Regions from separate parts of the Anser cygnoides genome. Here region 2 is linked to region 1. Evidence: chromatin contacts called from public Hi-C data. All regions are on one chromosome and are shown on one strand. The core of a region is the stretch at or near the end of the contact, and the rest is flanking DNA. Distances in the headings are between cores, read along the strand shown. Region 1 overlaps ZC3H18 (zinc finger CCCH-type containing 18). Region 2 overlaps BANP (BTG3 associated nuclear protein).

Region 1 (3,319 bases), core at 404-2,903:
GAACGGAGGCTCGCTCACGCCCCAGGCTGGGCAGAGGGGATGAGATGAGTCCTGCCGGCCAGGGAAGGCAGGGGTGCAGGACAGGGCTGCACCCGTTTGCTCGCGTTGATCCTCGGAGCTGAGAAATGCAAAGCGGCGCCGGCTGGCTACGGGCACCGAGGCCCGAGGAAGCTTTAGGTGTGCCGCACAAGGTGCTCCACAACCCGCTAGCCAAAGGGCTCGGAGCGGCGCGCAGCCCAACGCCCCTGGAGCCACACATCCAGTTCTGCAATGGGACGTTCCCAGCACCGGCAGCAGGCGCAGGCTGCCAAGAAATGGGCCGTGAGCTGGTCAGCTGGCACCAGGGGGGACGGGAGGCACGAAGGCAGCGCCAGGCACCGCCTAGAGGCACGCGGGGGCCACGTTTCAACGTCAGCAGCACGCTGAGCAGCTCAGGGTACGAAGGAAGGGAACTGGGCACCCGAGGCAGGGGGAGCTGGGCAGCAGGGGCTGCAGTTTCCCTCTCCCTAGCACCACACGCTCGCACCTAACCCACTTGGCTCCGCTTGCCGGAACCGACCTCAGGAAACCCCCCCCGGGGCGCCGGCTCCTTCCTGAGCAGGAACAGCTCAGCGGTGGCTCCTGCGCGAACCCCTGAGCGCCTCTGGCTCCCGGCCAAGGAGCTTCGCGTCCTTCCTCTCCCTGCGCCTCCACGGCAACTGGAAACTCTCCGGTCAGAGTCTCAAAGCTGCCCCAAGAGGAGGAAGCGAACAACTGGGGAAACGGGAAGCAGCACGAGCGCTTCTCCGGCACGTGTAGGTCATCAGAAGCGCTCACCTTCCCCGTGAGAGCCTCAGCCCACCCAGGAAAGGCTGAAGGAGGGCACAGGGCTCTGCTCTTCTCCGCAGGGCTGTTACTTTAGGGGGATGAGGGCCTCCGCTTCGGCTCTGCTGCCCCAGCTTTGTCCCTGAGACCCCCAGGAGCGCAAGCGCGCACTGACCTGTCTGCCTGCGCAGGAGATGGTTTCGTGTTCTGGCCCCTCTGCCGCTCCTGCTTGGGTGAAGAGGCTCTCCCGGCTGCCTTCCTGTCACGAGAGCCTACCGGGGAAATAAAAGGTGAGATGTTCTTGCTCGTCACCGAGGTCGTTACCTGCCCACCGTGCCGCCTCGGCGCGGACCACGCGGGTGCTCCATTATCTGTGGGCAGCTGATGCAGTTTGCGGGCACGAAGGCACCCAAGGCAGCTGACAGGGTGCACTTCGCTTAACAAGCGCTGCGTGAGCACAGCTCAGCCTGCTCCTGGAGCCGGCGTCACCCCGAGTTCGTTCAGCAGAGGCTGGAGGGAGCTGCCGCATCAGAGCCGTGCGGGCTCGTGGGCGGTGAGAAGGCAGCGGGGGGCCCTGCTTAGCTGCAACGGGTTTCCAGCCGCTGATATCCCGGAGCATGGAGCGGGAGCTACACCTGGAAGGCAGCCTGCGTGCCCCCGGGGCTGTCCTGAGCCCCGAGCACCAGCCAAGCCGCACGCCCTGCTACCAGGACAGTAATTCCCGGGGTGCTGATCTCGCTTTCATCACTGCTCCGGAGAGCAAAGGTGCCCAATGGCCCAGCGCACCGCCCGCTGCCCGCGTTCGTTAGGTCAGTGCTCTGCTCTCGACACCGCGAGACGGGCAGCGCTGCAGATTTGATCGCAGCAAGGTTACAGAAGAGGGACGTGAGACTCAGCACGGACACCGGCAGCTCTGTGCGGCGGTTCTTGAGCACAGGCTGGTGCCTCTTGCTCGGTCCCAATTCCATCGAGCGTACTCTCGCCGCTGCGAGGTGAGGCCGAATTGCTGCTGGGGCTCGTGTCCCATTTGCCACTGTTTAGAAGTGTTTTATAGTATACAGACAACAAATCAAGTGTGTAATTACAGCTACATCTATAAAATGAGCACCGTTTGCTAGATCAACCCGTTCGATTGTCTGCAGCCCAGCAGCAGTTGCGAACTAGGTCCCAGTGAACTTCAACCTCACCCAGTTCCTCTCCAATGCTGCAGTGGTTGAATGCAAGCAGAATTTTTTCTGGCGAGCACCCAGAGTCAACAAGATACACCTACAGCCGAGACAACAGGGAAAACAACATCACGTGGCGATGCTGGCACGGGATGCCAAAAACAGAGGCACCTCTGGCCATCGGCTTCCCCCCCCCCCTTGTTTTTCAGCTGTGACAGCAGAGGCTGGAGCATCACGTTCAGGGCCCTCTCAGCGCAGCGTGCTGGCTTGGTTTTCCAAGTGCTAATAACTACTGCTGAGGACCCGGACACAGGAGAACACTTGGAAAGCCTGCGCCTTTCTAATCACACAGGGCAGATCAGATTGTGTCACACGCAAGTGGGGAAATCGGCTCATTTCGCAGGCTGGATGACCTAGCCAAGTACTGCACCCATCCTGGAGCCTTGGCAGCCCGTGCTCCCTTTCTAAGCACTGCCAGAAGCCTTATCAGGAGCCTGAGATCCCGCTGCGATACACAGGAACACGAGGCGAAGCCCCTGTGAATTCAACAGCCGCATCCAGTGCCACGACAAGAGACGGGGCGGCCTTCCTGGGAAGGACGGATGCGTACCTGAGGTGGAGGTGAGAGCGCCGTGACTTCAAAGCGAGGGCTTCTCTGTTTTTTTTTTTTTGTTTTGTTTCTTTTTTGTTTTTTTTTGCAGTGGAGGTGCACAGACACGGCGGAGCCGCGGCGCTGGCAAGGCGCACCACAAGACAGCTAGGCACAGCCAGGCTCGGCCTGCCCGGGGCTGACCTCACCTCGCTTACTTCACAGCCAGCCCGCAGCGTCTCATCGCCACCACGGTTTCGCAGCACGATGGCTGAGACGCCCGTGGATCCGGTGGCGATCGCTCACTCCAAGGCTTTGCTTGCAGCAAACCCCTCCAGCAAGGGGGCTCCTGCAGCGGAGACTTTTAGGGGACGTTTGCCACCCGACCCGGGGTGCTCGAGGGCTGCCCCCGGTGGCAGGGCAGGAACCCCGCCGGGGCCAAAACCCCACCCCGCCGGCCGATGTCTCACCTCTGTCGGGTGACAGGTTCGCCCGTTTGGCTGCTGGAGAGGTCGGCCTGTCTTTGTCTGCCGGCTCGTATCTCTTCCTGCTTCCTTTGTCAGCTGCCTGAATGGAATTAAGCAGACAACGGAGCTGAGTGGCCACTTCCCTCCGGGGAGGGAAGCGAACAGATTATTTCCTGCGACGGGTGCCCGCGGGGCGCTGGCTCGCTGATGCAAACGCATCTCCTGTTAAACTCCCGGTGCATTCCGGTCCCCGCCATCCCCGGCACCGTGTAATTCCCCTGCCACCACACAAT
Region 2 (3,319 bases), core at 477-2,976, 360 kb after region 1:
CATAAATCCAAGTCCTAAAACAACAAAGTATGTCAATATTTCTTTTAGGAACGAGAGTCACTAAATTGATCTCCACCGAGATGTTTTTCTCTTGTTCAGTATTTTGAAATCATCAAGATAAAATGTCCAAAGAATGACATAGGAACTGAGCAAGATTCAAGTGAATATGATCCACTGCTTCTTATAAAACCAGGGAATTACTGAACACATTGCTATACTTTTGGCATTGCCTCTGTGAGATATAAGTTCTCTTATGCTTTTGACATCTGATATTGCTGTAACATGCATTAGAAATGATGTTACATCTCTTCAGAAGGAAATCCAACCAATTTCTAACCTTCCAAACGTTGCAGAAATTCTTCATAATCTAATGCAAACTATCCTGGACAAACCATTTTCTTTTCTAATTGGTTGGAACTCTACTGTTCCTTAAAACAAGCTTCCTAACAAAATACCTCTTTGCAGTGCTCTAATTCTGCAAGTGTTACAACTCGAAGCTTCTTACATTTCTGAAAGCATTCATGATAAAAATAGTCTGGAAAAAAAAAAGAACATTTAAACAGGGGGGAAAAAAGAAAAAAAAAGTTTTGCACGTTTTTCTCATCAGGTTGGATCCTAGTTTTCTATTTAAGCTATTCCAAGAAAGAAATGATTCACGCTCCCCAAGTTTAAATGCTGAGAAATTTATGGTATCTTCCATCCTCACCCTGCCTGATCCAAAGAGCCTGCAAGCAATGGGAATTAAAAGCCACAGCAATGACAAGAACGTGAAACCAATGCTTCCCAGCCTCTCTGGGAGAACACGTCGGATGCTTGTGACCACAAACTTGCCTTTGTTTACTCTGTTGTGAAATACTTCATATTCTGATCAGTTCTGTGGTTGCAAGAGGCTTAATGAATACAATCTGCTTTAGCGATAATACACAGACTGCTGTGAAGACAATTCCCTGTAAACATTGATATATAAACAACACCATAAAGATATAAGAGATAAAGGCTGTCTGAAGCTACTCTAAGAACAGTATCATAGTATTGACACAAAACAAGTGAAAATATTTATCAACAGACCTATCCCTTCAGAAGAAAGAAATGAAAGCAGTAAGGACTTGGCAATCATCATTTTCTCCTGCTGATGAGATGCAAAGAGAGCACTCAAAGGGAAAGGTGACAAGATCATGCAGGTTGTTCTGCACAGCTGCTATGTCTCTTAAATTAACAGAGCAGCTGAAGAGGAAAATGTAAGGAGTTGGATCAACCTGGCATTGTGTGTGGGGCAGCTGGACTTCTACTGCCTTGCTGCTGGCCTGGGGAGCTCAGCAACGTAGAAACACATTAAAAGATTTAAAGAACAACTTTAACACAACATGAAATATTTACAGCCAATCTTGTATTTAGCAGTTATTTATTGTTCTGTTAGTATAATGTGCCACTGCTTGAACCTGATGGGCTCCCTAGAAGCACTGGTGTTGCTAACGTAATGGGGCTTGCTCACTTGTTCCTTGCCTTGACATTCATAGTCTCATCCTCCAGCACTCGCCTATTTGAAATATTTTCTGGCAAAATCACTTTTTTCCCTCCCAGGAATGGTGCATCTATCTTCTGCTACTGTATACTGTGCCTGCGTGGGTCGGCTCTCACGCACGAGCACCGAGCAAGCTCATGAGACACCCCTGCTGCTTGCAACTGCTCCTTCCCATCGCAGACCCAGTGTCATTTTCATGAGACAAAAACAAAAATATTATTAATGCATTAGTCTCCTATCCTTCAGTCCAATGCTGACATCACTTTCTGTACAGTGCAGGCATTCTTGTTTTCATTATTCCCTTGAACAAAATGTCAAAAGGTGATATTCAATGCTTCATCACTGCTATTCTGCAACTTTACAATATCTCACACAGCTCGGGGTGCAAGTTTTTTTCATTGATCTGAGTCTACTGTAAACTTTCTAGTGCTCTCTGGAGATTTGTTTTAATCCTTGGCCAGCCATAATGCATCTTTTTAAATACTTGTTTTTGAACAGAAGAAATGAAACCCCTGGTTTCCCACCTCTAAATAAAATCTCTAGTCTCTAAAAGGCCTACTGAATTCACACGCTGACACTGGAGATAAGTTGCCTCAAGCCTTCTGCTGTAATTAATAGCTTTTACTACTTTCTGCAAGATCCCATCCTCTGTGGTAGCTCTGGCAACTACAGGCCACATTGTGTCTGAATCTGGACGGGGTTTGTTTGTGTAGAGTTGTTTTTGATCAGGTTGACATGTACTAAATTTAACTCTGGTCTTTGTTCCACTGTGCTTTTGGCTAAAACTCCAGAAATAATGTCTGCAAACAAAATGTCTAAGAGTTTTCTGTTTCATTGGCTAATCATATATCTGCAGTCAAAAAAAATAACCTTTGTATTCTAGCGGGATATCACCCATTTGCTCTATTTGGCAATACCAGTTGGTGGCTGATGGTCAGCTGGCCTCTCAGAGACAAATCATAAAAACTTTTCACACGGCTGTATTAAGGCCAAAACCTCCTCCTCTGCCTGACGGTACCAGTGCATAATTTATTTAGCAACTACTACCTACTGGTTCCTGGCCTTCGCTCCCAATTACACAGAGGTAAAAGAAGCGTACAAAGGCTTAGGTCAGCTCTGTACTGTTACAGTCCTGGGGCTCCCTATGGTTTCTTTGTTGTTTTTTTTTCTTGTGTTTTTGTTGTTGTTGCTTTTTTGTTTGTTTTGGTGTGGAGGAGGTAGGGAAAGATTTTCAATCAAGTCCATAAATCATCTTTACCCATCAGCCTTCTGGTTCAGACTATTTCTTACGTAGGAACCTCTGCCCCTCCTGCTTCGGACTAAGAGCCATGTTGTTAACATGACCTATCTGCACACCCCTTGCGCTTCTCTAATTGTGTAACACTGCAGGGATCTGACACGCGACACTACGATTTCTTTCTCATCTCTTTTAAACTCAGCTATGTATTGCCTCTTCTGCAATCCGCTCCTCCAGACACCCAGACGCAGCCCCCTGCTCCCATACTCACTAGGCCAGCACCTGCCCAGCCCAAGCCAAGCTGCGAGCCCAGAGCCCACAGGAGCAGCTCCTTTGTGGCTCCTCCTCACCCTTCCTTGTGCCCCAGCTCACCCAGCCTCCAGACATCTTCCTCTCCGGCTCCCAGTCCTCCCCCAGTGCAGGAGCCGACCTCCACCCTGAGCATCTCCTCAGCTTCAAGCACACGCCATCTTCGGCCTACTTCACGGGGCCCTCTCCTCCACACAAGCTCTGGTGTCCGTGAGTCAGTCAGTCCAACTCCAGCATATTATTTATCTCCT

Evidence for each region. A called contact is a pair of places that touch in the nucleus more often than the background predicts.
Region 2: a contact with region 1 is called in a Hi-C map of liver, with 10 times the contacts expected there. The contact joins two enhancer-like sites. A contact is called at or near these places in 2 of 7 Hi-C or Micro-C datasets (both in liver).

Annotation. Positions count from the first base shown.
Region 1 is chr12:1,891,403-1,894,721 of Taihu_goose_T2T_genome, forward strand. ZC3H18 (zinc finger CCCH-type containing 18) reads right to left here. Exons shown (of 17, transcript XM_067004258.1): 15 at 3,030-3,126; 16 at 980-1,076. Among named protein-coding and RNA genes, the nearest start is that of IL17C, 3.8 kb to the left of the region's middle. Within about 2 kb of position 1,654, at least 2 of the 3 cell types and tissues checked have open chromatin away from gene starts, as enhancers often do. A contact at or near this core is called in liver, where this site is marked.
Region 2 is chr12:2,252,820-2,256,138 of Taihu_goose_T2T_genome, forward strand. The region is part of intron 11 of BANP (BTG3 associated nuclear protein); the gene reads right to left. Among named protein-coding and RNA genes, the nearest start is that of ZNF469, 48 kb to the left of the region's middle. Within about 2 kb of position 1,727, at least 1 of the 3 cell types and tissues checked has open chromatin away from gene starts, as enhancers often do. A contact at or near this core is called in liver, where this site is marked.